2 separate regions of the Sus scrofa genome follow, and region 2 is linked to region 1. Evidence: chromatin contacts called from public Hi-C data. All regions are on one chromosome and are shown on one strand. The core of a region is the stretch at or near the end of the contact, and the rest is flanking DNA. Distances in the headings are between cores, read along the strand shown. Region 1 holds the start of HFM1 (probable ATP-dependent DNA helicase HFM1). Region 2 holds the start of ZNF644 (zinc finger protein 644).

Evidence for each region. Hi-C and Micro-C count contacts between places; a contact is called where the count stands out from the background.
Region 2: a contact with region 1 is called in a Hi-C map of embryonic fibroblasts, with 1.6 times the contacts expected there. The contact joins the promoter of ZNF644 here to the promoter of HFM1 in region 1. A contact is called at or near these places in 3 of 47 Hi-C or Micro-C datasets (embryonic fibroblasts, heart right ventricle and skeletal muscle).

Annotation. Positions count from the first base shown.
Region 1 is chr4:125,519,562-125,526,127 of Sscrofa11.1, reverse strand. It overlaps HFM1 (probable ATP-dependent DNA helicase HFM1), which reads right to left and starts at 3,828. Exons shown (of 40, transcript XM_021090252.1): 1 at 3,754-3,828.
Region 2 is chr4:125,737,154-125,743,719 of Sscrofa11.1, reverse strand. ZNF644 (zinc finger protein 644) reads right to left here and starts at 3,395. Exons shown (of 4, transcript XM_021090290.1): 1 at 3,303-3,395.

The sequences.
Region 1 (6,566 bases), core at 2,579-5,078:
CGCAGGGATTCCCTTTAAAATAAAGAGGGAAATTTTGAGGGGTTTTGACAAAAAAAGATTGGCAATGAGATAATCGCTAAAGCTATGTAATTAGGTACATGGAGTTCCTTGTGATGTTCTCTATTTTCATATATGTTTGAACTTGTTCAAAATAAAAAAATTCAAGAGTTTAATATATACACATATATTTACATTCATATTATATAACATATATATGTTTACATTCCCTTTTTAAAAGATAACTTACATTCAGAGATGTTATCTAAATGTAAAGGATAAAAGCATTCAGCATTAGCTACCTGGGAATATAATAAAAATCTATTTTATACGAACAAAGCCTCAAATTTGATAGGAGACAGTAGGACCACTTCTGCAGATTCTTGTAACATTGCAATTCTTCCCCCGCACATCAATACTACAACCCAATTTTTTCCTAAATTCTGAAACGTGATAGAAAAATTCTATATGACAAAACGTGAAATAAGACGCACAAATCATAAAATAGAAATCACGTTTCTATTTATTCTGGATAGTTAACACACTGCAAATCTTTCCTTAGCTGTTTCCTTAGGCTGGAAACTAAAACCGAAGAAAGGCTCTGAGTGCCACCTCGTGGCGAAATCTCTACTCCCCAGTCGGAGCTGGTCCCGTCATCCTCCCTGAAGCGCAAGGACCTCACGGGAAAGAGGAAGGCTGCCACGTGCAGCCCTTGACAGAATGCTGCTAACAAGACAGCTAAACCTGTGTCCACATTAAGACTGTTCTTCCTTCATCATTATACTGTGGAGTTTTTCACTGATTTAGTTATCGGGATCTTCCCCTTTCCATCTGTTTAACTTAACTGACCTTTGTTTTTTTCAATTTATTGAAAAATTTATTATCGCTCCGTCACCAAGAAAATGAAATCATAAAAGTTTAGATAAATTAGCGTAGTTGTATAAACATCTAAAACAATTTCACTGTATGAACAGAAGCCTAGGATGAGAGAGTGGGAGCAGAAGGGAGTCACTCAAAAGTTGCCAGCCTAGTCTCACATCTTTATTTAAGCAGAGGATTTCAGAAGTGGAAAACAATTACCTTATAAAGCATAAATAAAAAGGCCAATCATGTTTCTATGTTATCCAAAAAGTAACAAATAAAATGTTCCCTTTCTAGGCTTAGGAGAGCTATATAATTTTTAAACAACAAGAAAAGTTTTCCAAATTAAAACACACCAGACCACTTTTACATGGCTATGCTACCTCAGAATTTGAGTAGAAAATCTTTGAATTCTTTATTCTAAAAGAAAATGCAAACAAAATTACTAAAACAAGTTAAAAATGTGTTTCCCAACCTAAATGTCCATCGACAGATGAATGGATCAAGAAGATGTGGTATATATACACCATGGAATATTACTCAGCCATAAAAAAGAACAAAATAAAGCCATTTGCAGCAACATGGATGGAACTAGAGACCCTCATACTAAGTGAAGTCAGAAAGAGAAAGACAAATACCATATAATATAACTTATATCTGGAATCTAATATATGGCACAAATGAACCTTTCCACAGAAAAGAAACTCATGGATTTGGAGAACAGACTTTTGGTTGCTGAGGGGAGGAGAAGGGAGTGGATGGACTGGGAGTCTGGGAGTAACAGGTGCAAACTATTGCATTTGGAGTGGATGGGCAATGAGATAGCACAGGGAACTATATCTAGTCACTTGCGATGGAACATGATGGAGGACAATGTGAGAAAAGGAATGTGTGTGTGTGTGTGTGTGTGTGTGTGAGAGAGAGAGAGAGAGTGACTGGGTCACTTTGCTGTACAGCAGAAACTGACAGAATACTGTAAACCAACTATAATGGAAAAAATAAAAATCGCTAAAAAAAAAAGTGTTTCCAAAAAAAAATCATTAGATAAACTAATTGAAAAACCTTCTATATAAATAGCAAATATTTTCAAAAGAACTTTCAGTTTGATTTCTAGTTCTGGCATAAAAGAAGGTAATGTATTTGGATTCAGAATAAAAACATTACGTATACAGTTCTGAAGCAATCCTATAAAAAACACCTTTTATCTAAAATTCTCCATGCCCATATTGTGCCTTATTTTTCTTCACAGTACTAATTGATACCTGGCATATTATACGTTCAGTTGTTTATCACACTCCCTGTAGAAGCAGCAAGGACTTTTTGCTCACTAATATACTCCAACAACCCAGAACAGGGCCGGGCACATAATAGATGGTCCTTAAGAATTCACTGTGGAATAAATGCATTAGCAATGATCATTTTACCAAAAAAAAAAAAAAATTTTTTTTTTTCTTTTCATAGCTGCACATGTGGCATATGGAAGTTCCTGGGCCAGGGGTGGAATGGGAGCTGCAGCTGCAGGTCTACACCACTGGCGCAGTAACACGGGACTTAAGCATATCTGCAATGCATCTACAACAGCCAGCCAGTCCTTGAGCCATTGGGCGATTCCAGGGATGGAACCCACATCCCCACAGAGATTACATCAGGTTCTTAACCCACTGAGCCACAATGGGAACTCCTATACACGTAATTTAAAATAAAAATAATCTTCCATCAATTCTGAGACTTAAAATTTTACCCCCAAATCTTTAAACTTCAATTTAAAAAGGAGATTTTTTTTCTATTCAGGACTCATGTGATGAAATCAAGAAGCTTCTAAAGGACCATGAATTTGACACTTGCGTTAGGTATTAATTTTTTTTAACACAGGCCCTACAAGGGACCTCACCACATCTCAGTATGAGTTTATGATTGTAGGAGATTACAGATGTTGGGGTAATTAATTTTAAGTTTTAGGTTTAGAGTCAGATTTTCTGAGTAAGTTTCCACGTTAGATTACGTTTTACAAAGTTCTAGTTTCAACATGTGGTATAGAATTACGCATTTTATTTTTTAAGCGTCCACTTCTGCTCTAACAGATCTTAAAATAACTCATACTGTTTCTGTGACTGCATAATCTGTTCAGTGTTGAGAGGACCTGCACCTTAACTGGTTACTTGGTCACAGTAGGCATCTTACCTTCTATAATCCTTACTATATAAATGTTCAGCTCTTTTAGTTACTCCTTACAATTTTCACCCTCAGAAATAGTCTTATTTCAAACGTACACAACCCCAGACAGAAAATACTGATCTGCCAGAAACTGGGAGTCAGTAAAGACGCTGAGACCAACACCTGCTGGGAGACCCACCCTCAGAAATGCCTGCAGGGAACCGGACAGAGTCAGCAAGGTCTTGGGAGCCAGTTACCACCGTGCGTCTCTGAGCCTCGGGCACCCAGGCCGTCGGGGGGGTCCTGACCTCCGCCCCCCGCCCGGGGGGACCCACGGGGTCACAGGCTCCAGCAGGAAGCGCACCGGGGCTGTGGGGTGTCCGCTGAGCCCGAGCCGGCCCCCCGGCCGCCGCGCCCGCGCCCACAGCCCTCGCGGGGCCGAGACGCACGGGGGATACCCCCGCGGGCTCTGGGGGCCGCGCAGGCAGAGCAGGAGCCGCGGGCTCGGAGGGAGGCCGCCCCGGCCGGGGCCGCCTCCGGCCTCGCCCCTCACACAGCCGGCGGCTGAGGAGCCGCGCGCCCGGCCGGGGCCACGCCTCGCCCGCCCCGCCCTCGGCTCCGAAGGCCGCGCGCAGGCCCCCGGGCTCCAGGCCCGCCTCCGCCCCGCCGGGCCGCCTTCCCCGTCCCCTCCTCCCCGCCGGGCCGCCGCCTCCCCGCCGGACGCCCGGCCCCAGGCCCCACCTTCTCCGCGGGCGGCCGGCTCCGCGCTCCCAGCTCCCGGCGGCCCTCGGAGCCGAGCGCCGATTCACCCGCCGGGCCCCCAGGCCGGCTCAGCCGAGCTCCAAGCGATGGATCGCCGGGCCCCTCTCTCCCTTCCACCGTCTCCTCTTTCCTTCCAGAAGTTTGTAACTCCTTTTAAATAGATCGCTCTCCGGGTACTGCGGCCTAAAACTCCAAAATCCTTTCCCCACCTTCTGGAAGCACCTGTGTTCTCCTTTCCTCCCTAAGAATGCCTTTCCTGGGCACCTCGTAGAAGGGAAATCCTACAGTCTTGGTCGTGTCTGGCTTATTCCATATTTGTAATGTTTTCAGAATTCATCACGTTGTAGCAAGTGTGGGAATTTCATTCCTTTTTTAAGGCTGAATGTTCCATTTGTATGTACATACACATTTTGTTTATCCGTTCACCCCTTGTTTCCAACCTTTAGGCTCTTGTGAATAATGTGGGCTGCAAAAATTGATTAACAGCAGGGCCCTGCGTGGCGGGTGGAAACGAATCCGCCTAGGAGTCATGAGGTTACGGGTTCGATCCCTGGCCTAGCTCAGTTGGTTAAGGATCCGGCGTTGCCATGAGCTGTGATGTACGTTGCAGACGCGGCTCAGATCTGGCGTTGCTGTAGCTGTCTTGTAGGCCGGCAGGTGTAGCTCCGATGGGACCCCCAGGCTGGGAACCTCCATATGCCGCTAGTGTGGCCCTTTTAAAAAAAAAGAAATAGGCAAAAGAAATGGGTGTACAAATATTTGCGCTGAGGCCCTGCTTTCAGTTATTTAGATATATATATCTAGGAGTGGAATTGCTGGGTCATATGATAACTCAAGTTTAATTTTTTGAAAAATCACCAAAATGTGATTTACTCCAGACCACTTTACCGTTTCACTACTGATGCAGAAGATTCTGACTTCTCCACTTCCTTGCCAACACTTGTTAGTTTCCATTTTTTACAAATTATAACCATCGTAGTAGATAGGAGGTGGTATCTCTGTTATGGTTTTGCTTTGCATTTCCCTAAGGACTAATGATGCTGAACATCTTTGCAAGTGCTTACTGGCTATTTTAATATCTTCTCTGGGAAAATGTCTATTCAGGTCCTCCACCAACTTTTTTTTTTTTTTTTTTTAAGGGCTGCACCCACGGCGTATGGAAGTTCCCAGGCTAGGGACTGAATCCCAGCCACAGTTGCAACCTACACCACAGCAGCTGTGTCAAACCCATATCTTTTAACGCACCGCACCAGACCAGGAATGGAACCCACTGTCACAATGAGCTGAGGCCCTGCAATTGGATTCTTAACCCACTGCACCATGGCAGGAACTCCTTTTGCCAACTTTTTGTATTATCTTTTTATTATTATTATCTTTTAAATTATATATTTGAAAAGATTCTGAATATTAATCCTTTATCAGATATATGATTTGCAAATATTTTCTCCCTTTCAGTAGGTTTTCTTCTTCTTTCTTGATAGTATCCTTTGATGCACAAAAGCTTTCAATCTTGGTAAAGTCCAGTTGATGTTTTTCTTTCACCTGTGCTTTTGATGTCCTATGCATGAAGTCATTGCCAAATTCCAATATCATGAACATTTACTCCAGTGTTTTCTTCTAAGAGTTTTACTGTTCTAGTTCTTATGTTTAGGTCTTTGATTCATTTGGGGGCATGCTGTGGACTAATAAGGGGTATTCATTTCAAATAAAAGGGTGGGGGGAATTGTCAAAATAGAGTTTCCTGGGAGTTCCCACTGTGGCTCAGCAGTAATAAATCGACTAGTATCCATGACGATGTGGGGTCCATCCCTGGCCTCACACAATGGGTTAAGTATTAGGGATTGCAATGAGTTATGGTGTAGGTTGCAAATGTGGCTCCGATACCAAGTTGCTATGGCTGTGGCATAAGCCGATTCCACCCCTAGCCCTGGAACTTCCATATGCCACAGGTGTGGCCCTAAAATACATAAATAAATAAATAAATAAATAAGTGTGTATATACACACACACACACACACACACAGTTTCCTGAAAGTCTGAAGAACTTAAAAGACAAGTAATTGTTGTTTATCTCACAGGAACAAGATAGTTTTCTACTAACACAATTGATGCCACAGGTTCTGGTTCATAATCAAAATTGTCTCTACTTTGTAACCTCTGATCTTTTTAAACTCCATTCAGGAGGAGTTGATATTGGAAAATTAGTGCTGATAGCTCTAGAAAAGCAGGAACCAAGAAATGTTGACGTTTGGGGACTATTTTTCTCTAAAAAACAGCCAGAAATGTGTTGTGTTATTGTCCGATTTGGAAAAGGTAAGACCATTCGGGAGAATCTGAAAATTGTACAATTAATGTCTGAGAAATAGCGAGAAAAGAAAGAATCGTTTGATATGATGGGATTCTTGGGAGGAAAGGCAAGTTTAGAGGATTACGCACTGTTGGGTGTGAGAGAGTCCAGTGCCATCTCTGCATTTAGTTGATGCTTAAATAGAAAAAGGATGAATGAATCAACGGATCATTGTTCCTTAGGGAAAGATTTAGTAAGTCTCAATATAACAAAGAAAATAAAAGACATAGGTTAATTAGAAAGTCATTCCTTGAGTTCGAGCTGCTAAGAACTACGTTTAATGGTGATGCAGAAGAGATGCGTACCCATATTTCAGGAGATCCATTTGCTTGTTTTTCAGGCAGAAATTGACTTCTTCAGCCAAAATGAATTTAAAATGTCTTCCGTTCTCCAAAGCCAAGAATGTTGATTCTAATGGAACTGCCAGATAGACCCAGAGCCAAAT
Region 2 (6,566 bases), core at 2,146-4,645, 220 kb before region 1:
CAGTGCAAGCTACAGCTGCCTTATGATATGCCTGAAAAGCAGTGTGAGAAAAGCAGTCCCACCAGAGTAAGACCCCTTGTTTTCCTTTTGAGTCACATTCGAGAAGAAATGCTAACCAGGAATTTGGGATGAGAAAAAAGATGAGCCTGATCTCTCCTAAACAAGCAACTTCTTGGAAAAGATCTTAAATTGGAGGTAACTCCATCACTTCGTCCTTGAGCCTTCCTTTTCCCCTCCTGTTACCCAGCATAGTCTCAACTCAACCACAACCAAACTCTCCCTCTTTTATAACTTGAATGGCAAATTAAACCTGCAAAGGTTAAGGGGTGCAGGTGACAGACTCACTTTATAATCACAAATAATCTGAAGTAATCCTAATGCTCACACCACTAGGGTAGAATTCAATCCGCTTCCACAGCGTTCAAACGAAGAAATACACCACCTTTCCAGGAGAAAATCAACTACTTAAATGTACCTTAAATGACCCACAACAGCTTTAAACCCTCAAGACAATTTACCTGTTTTCGTTAAATGTGACATCCAAGGACGTTAAAGGTAATTGTGGGATCCCATCACGAACAGTTTAACCACTTGCTGAATTTCCTACTAGACCTTACAGATCTACCCTCAGCAACAGTACTAGTCAGTCCTAATGAGCCGCCTTGAACAGGGGGCAAAGAGGCATGTCCATTAACCAACTAAAATGCTATTACAAAATGAAAGGCGCTAGCATCATTCTTTTCAGCATCTATCTCATTTCTTACGTAATAATTGGAAGTAATGGCAATTACCTCAAACATGCCAAGAAGCTTATCAAACTACCTGTTTTTTCAAATTACTGCGTCAAGATTGTTTTCTGAAAACCTCAAAATTCAAAAGCAACATCGCTTTGAAATTACCTGAAATGTCTGCATTTTGTATCTGCATTTGTTTCCCCGGAAATCACTTTAAAAACTAAGTCACCATATCAAGGTAAATGTAAGTTTTTAATTGTTTTCACAGAATTTACCATTAATGTAACAGTATCGAATTAACAAGTATTCTCAAACACATGCCTTTGTTTTTGTTTTATAACCAGTTGCAGGTGGTCACCTCCTTATCCCAGCAATGTGACCAATGAAAAGACCACTGGGGTGTAAGTTGAGAGACAATTTTCCACTATAACATTAATCATTCCTGGCCCTAAATATATTGTAAAAGAGAAGACACGACTAGCTGTTCTCTAAGAGTCCCTCTACGCTAAAGCTAAATGATTCAATAATAATTTTGCTGATATTAATATATCATCTATTTGTTGATACAAGATTGTTCTCTTAGGAGAAAAGCGGAAAGGTGGGGGAACATAAATCTGGCGGGGGGAAACAAGGAAAACCAAAGTTTTAAGGAATGCAGAAAAGTTCAAATTTCAATTGGAACCCAGATCTAAAGTTAGTAACACTGATGTGTTTAAACATCCCTTCCTTGGAAGTTCCCCTGAGATGCAGCAGCTTAAGGATTCCTCGCTGCTGCAGCAGTGGCACAGGTTCGATTCCTGGCCGGGGCATTTCCACATACCATGGGTGTGGCCAAAAAAAAAAAAAAGGAGTTAATATTCCTTCAAGCAAATAATTTAACTTGTTACTGTGACCTGGCCAAAACAAAACGATAGTTGTTTGCAATTCTTATACTTCTAATATTACAAATATACAAAGTATGATGTAGATGTGAGCGCAGTGTAACTTTGTTAGAAATTCTAAAACTTACACTACCATGATTTTACCAGCAAAATATATATATATATATATATGTATACCACTGAAGTAACAGTGGTCAAGTCTTCATGTTTCACCTATTAAAAAGTCTAAGTTGCAACTTCTTTATATAAACTAATTGTTTGTTACCAAACCTATCCATGCAATATGGCTGCCCTCATGTTCCCTGGATACTTACACATGGCACTGAAGGCAAACAGCAGGTTTCCTTTCTTTGAGTAATTTGAGTTGTCTATTTTTGGAAAAACTCTTTTTCTTGTGGGACCAAAAAAAAAAAAAAAAAAAATTGTAACTACACTACTGCGGAGAAGCAATAAAACCATTAGCACAAATCTAATCTATCATCCGGATGCAACGAGCCTGGCATTAGTTAGGACTGGCCCGGATCGATGACGGTGTTTGGGTTATTTCTGTTGAAATTATTAACGTGTATACAGCACAGGCCCATCATTCAGGCCCGCCAACTGCGTTGACCTTCTCGTTGAGGACTTCTTAAATGACCACACGAAAATCTGAATTTACAAGTTTGATAACAACTAAGCGTGCATCAACGATACTTAAAACAGTTCCAAAAAAAAAGTTTTCCACTAATGTCGCTAAACCATGGATGGATCCCACCACGAGAGTCGTCTGTGGAAGTCTCGTAACAAGAAACCGTTAGCTCCACCACCTAAGTTTCCAATCACTGAGAAGGGTCTGGGGCAACTCATCTTCAGGTTCACGGGAGAAGTGGAGCACACCTGCTTTCCTCTGGCAGAGATTAAGCTCCCAGGGACCCAAAGGCCAGGGAATCAGACCTGGAGAAGCAAAAAGCTTTAGCTGGACACCCACCGAGCCCCTGGCCACCCAAACGCTTCGAGCGATTTACCTCTTGCGCCTACTGCCCGGGCACCGGGCGGCTGAGGAGCTCGCGGGGCAGGGGGCGGGAGCGCCCCGCGGCCCCGAGCCCCCGGTAGGGGCGGGGTGTGGACCCTCCTCGCCGGAGCCTGCGCCGCCGGCCAGCGCCGGGCCGCCCCGCGGCTCGGACATCGCAATGGCGCCCGCCCGGCGCCCCGGGCCGCCCGGCCTCGGCCCCTTCCCCCCGCCGCTCACTGGCTGCTCGGCTGCATGTGACTAAACAAAACCCCCGAGCCCCGTGCCCGGCTCAGCCCCTTTGTGTCCGCTCCCAGGTCCGCCGCCGCCGCCGCCGCCGAGGAGCCTCCCCCGCCCCCCGGCCCCGGCGAGGCCCGCCCCGCGGCGGCGGCCGCCGCTCACCTCGGGCTCCGCCGCCCCCCGCGGCCGCCGCGGCCGCCGCCTCCCCGAACCCGGGGCCCGGGCTCCTTGTGCGGCACCAACTCCGCCTCCTCGGCCGCCGCCGCCATCTTAGCCTGTGCGGCAAGACGCGTCCTGCGGAGGCTGGGGACCGGCCCGGGGCGGCGCTGCCCGGGCCCGCGCGCCGCGGCCCGGCGCCCCCGCGTCCTGCCGCCCCCCAGGCCCGCCGCCGCCGCGGCCCGCGCGCCCGGAGCCCACGCGGGGCCCGGCGAGCCCGACCGAAGGAGCCCCGAAACTCACAGTTTGGTGCCGTGTGCGTCAAACCGGGGCGACGTTGGGAGCGCGCGGCGTCCCCGCGTCACGCGCCGCTCTGTACGCTCGGCGGCTCCGACGGCCCCCCTGCGCGCCCCGCTTCTGCCGCCGGCCCGGGGCCCACGGCGCACGCGCGCCGCTTTCCCGCCTCGCCCCGAGCCGCGGGCCCGGGGACGGCCGGCGACGAGCTCGCGGGCGGCTTCGCGCGGCCGCGGCGCCTGGGCCGCGGGCACCGACGGGGGCGGCGGCAACAGTGCACCACTGTTCTCGGGTGCCAGGAGCCCAACAAGGTCACCTCCCCCTGCGCTGACCTCATCGCTCTCAAGGAGGTCCCCGCCCCAAAGTAGGCACGCTCCAAATATGGTGGTGCCCAAACTCTGCAAGACCCAAGCACTCAGGCAGGCCGAGGCCCTTTAAGGTGGAGCAGGCCCGGGTCTGAGTTCCACAGCCACGAGCGTGCCACCCTTCCGTCTCTTTCCCTGCTGTGGGGGAGAACAGCTGAGGACCTCCAGAGCGCCCGTCACAGCCGTAGAGTGACGGCAGAGCAGGGTTTCTGGCTCTCAAGGGCCCCGTTACTGGGAGATGCTGGATGGACAAGCGGAGCATCCAGGGTAGCATCTCAGGTCACGGGACAGCCCCTCCAAAAAAGGCGCCCTGGGTTTGGTCCAGCTCCATTCTGGGAGGATCCTTTCTCCTTGCATTACTGACTGTGCTGTGCATCTCCAAGTTAGTTATGTAAGAAGCACCTGAGATACTGGTTAATCCCTCAAAGAATTCGTAGGGCCTGGGAGAGTTCTAGAAAACTTTTTAAACACGTATCCACCGGAGAGTCTGAGGCCAGCGTTTCGTGGACCACTTTGAGAAACACTGATGAGGCGCTATTGGCTTTGCTTTTAAACTGGCAAACAGGAAGTTGCTAACATGTTTGACATGAACCCAAAGTTCCTGAGGACTCTGCTAATCCTGCCCTAATAAATTCTTTGTCTATTCTGAATCTCTGTTTTCTTATCCAAAAAAAGGTCTTCGGTTATTTTGCAGCTATCATGAAACCTTCAAGACATGATTGGCATTCCGAGGCATACACGGTAATTGCAGTCATTTGTCAAGAATGAGATGGGGACTTCATCATTATCAGCAAACAGATTCCCGAATGACAAGTATTTATTCTTGCTGCATTAGTTAAAAATAATAGTTTCCAGTGCTTACCATGCACCAGGCATTGTTCTGACACATTCAACTTCATTACAGCCTAATGAGGCAGAGAGAAGTTAAGGAATTTTCTCAACGTCACACAGTTCTTTGGACTCTTTCAAAATACCGATTTTTCTTTTTCATTTACACAAATGGGTAAACGATTTTTTAAAAAAAGTATGTTTTCAGCCACTTTGGGGGGGTTCCATCTGCAGAATCCATGAAAATCGTTCACTGTTGGACTTCAATTACTATGTAGCATGGAAATTCTTCTATCACTACAAAAGCAGTTACCAACAACAACAAAATGTACACTACTGACTGACCAATGTGTATCAGATGCATACCACCAGCAGAAAGAACCACTTCGAACTCAACCATGATCAGGAACTTGTTTATACAGGACTGTTTGTGGATACTAGAATTAAGCAGCTAAACTGTAATACTATAGCAGTGGTTTCAGTAGTAAAAAGTAGTAGTAATAATTGTTAAAGTAAAACGTAATGGTTGATGAACTTCTTTATAAACAGAATTGATGGCAAAAACTATGAGTGGGAGAAAACGTGATAAGAGCAGAAAGCTTGAGTAAGTTATTATTAAAAAAATACAATTTTAAAAATCCAAGGACCAATTATGTGGCTCAAGGCCAAAATATTTAAAGACATTAAAGGAAATTATGGTTGAGAATGAAAATCAAGATGTGGAAAACCATTTGACCCTGGAAAAAATTCACAAAGCACATCTATCCACTGCAATAAAAGAATCCTCTGATGAATACACCTGGTGAAGAAGCTTTGAAAACAAAAAAGAAAAGGAAAGCAAGGCTGGCTATTGTTACTGTGTTAAAACCTAACAATATTAGCACCATTTACCAATCTATTAGTTCTTCCAGTGAATGGGATCTCCCAATAAAAGATGCAAAGAAAGCCGTGCTGTCAAATGACCTAAACAAAAAGAAAATGTAATTCATTTAAAAATGTTTGAAACATAAAACACGAGTGTCCACATTCCAATAAAAACATGAGTTTCCACATTCCGATCCTTCTGAATCGCAGGCAAAAAAAAAAAAAAAAAAAAAAAAAATGGAACATTCAATTCATCTACTAGCCTAGCCGTAAATTCAAGTCCAAGTTTGGCTTATCTTCGGGCCTCACCCTAAGACGATCCACCTCTAGGTATCGAAACTGCAAGTCAGTCTCACTTGTGGAATTACGGGTATTAGAATGCGTGTGTTAATTGGCGCAGAGGAGCCAACACTGACTCCTCTGACTCCTCAGCTCATCAGAAGTAGCCCATGAGAGTATGTGAGCTTTTTCCCAGAACGTATGTGGAAAAAGAAAACGGGGCCATGGCAACGTAGATAAAGACATATTTAAGGAATAAGCAGAGAAGTGTGAGAAAATGAGAAATGAAAGGACAGAGGGATGTGTGGAGATTCAGGCAGGAGGTACCATCACAGAAGCCAGGAAGGATGGAAACATCTTTCTAACCGTGACAAATGGACTCCAATCTCAATGGCTATCGCAGTAAAGTTTCTTTTTGTAATCACATCACACTCCACGGCAGTTAGTGGGGCCCGGGAGGGGACACCTCACGGCAGCTATTCAGGCACCTAGGGTCCTTGCATCATCTGGCCGTGCCATCCCCTAAGGTCTTGGAGTCTTCTGCTGGATCCTCTGCAAAGAGAGAGGGAGAACGCGTGGAGAATCCTGAGTGCCGTAAGCTGAAGTGGCCAAGCTTGGAAGGGTCACCCATCACTTGTCACTTTCCTCTGGTCAGCATCTGGTCACGCAGCCCCACCTCACTGCAGGCAGAGGCTGGCAAATGTGGTTGGGCTGTATGCCCTGGAGGAAAAGGAAACAGGCCTGGCGAGCTCAAAGCAGGGTCTCGCACATCCTGAGTGAAGGCAGCAGAGAGGTTAAATGAGTAAGTGGAGTCCACTGTGTGTGCAGAATCATTGCTGACCTTGGCAATTGCAAGGTCAGTCGAGTAGCCCACTTGTAGTGGATTCAGGACAAAATGAAAAGGAAAGAAAGGGAACTAGCAACAGTCTGATCAGCT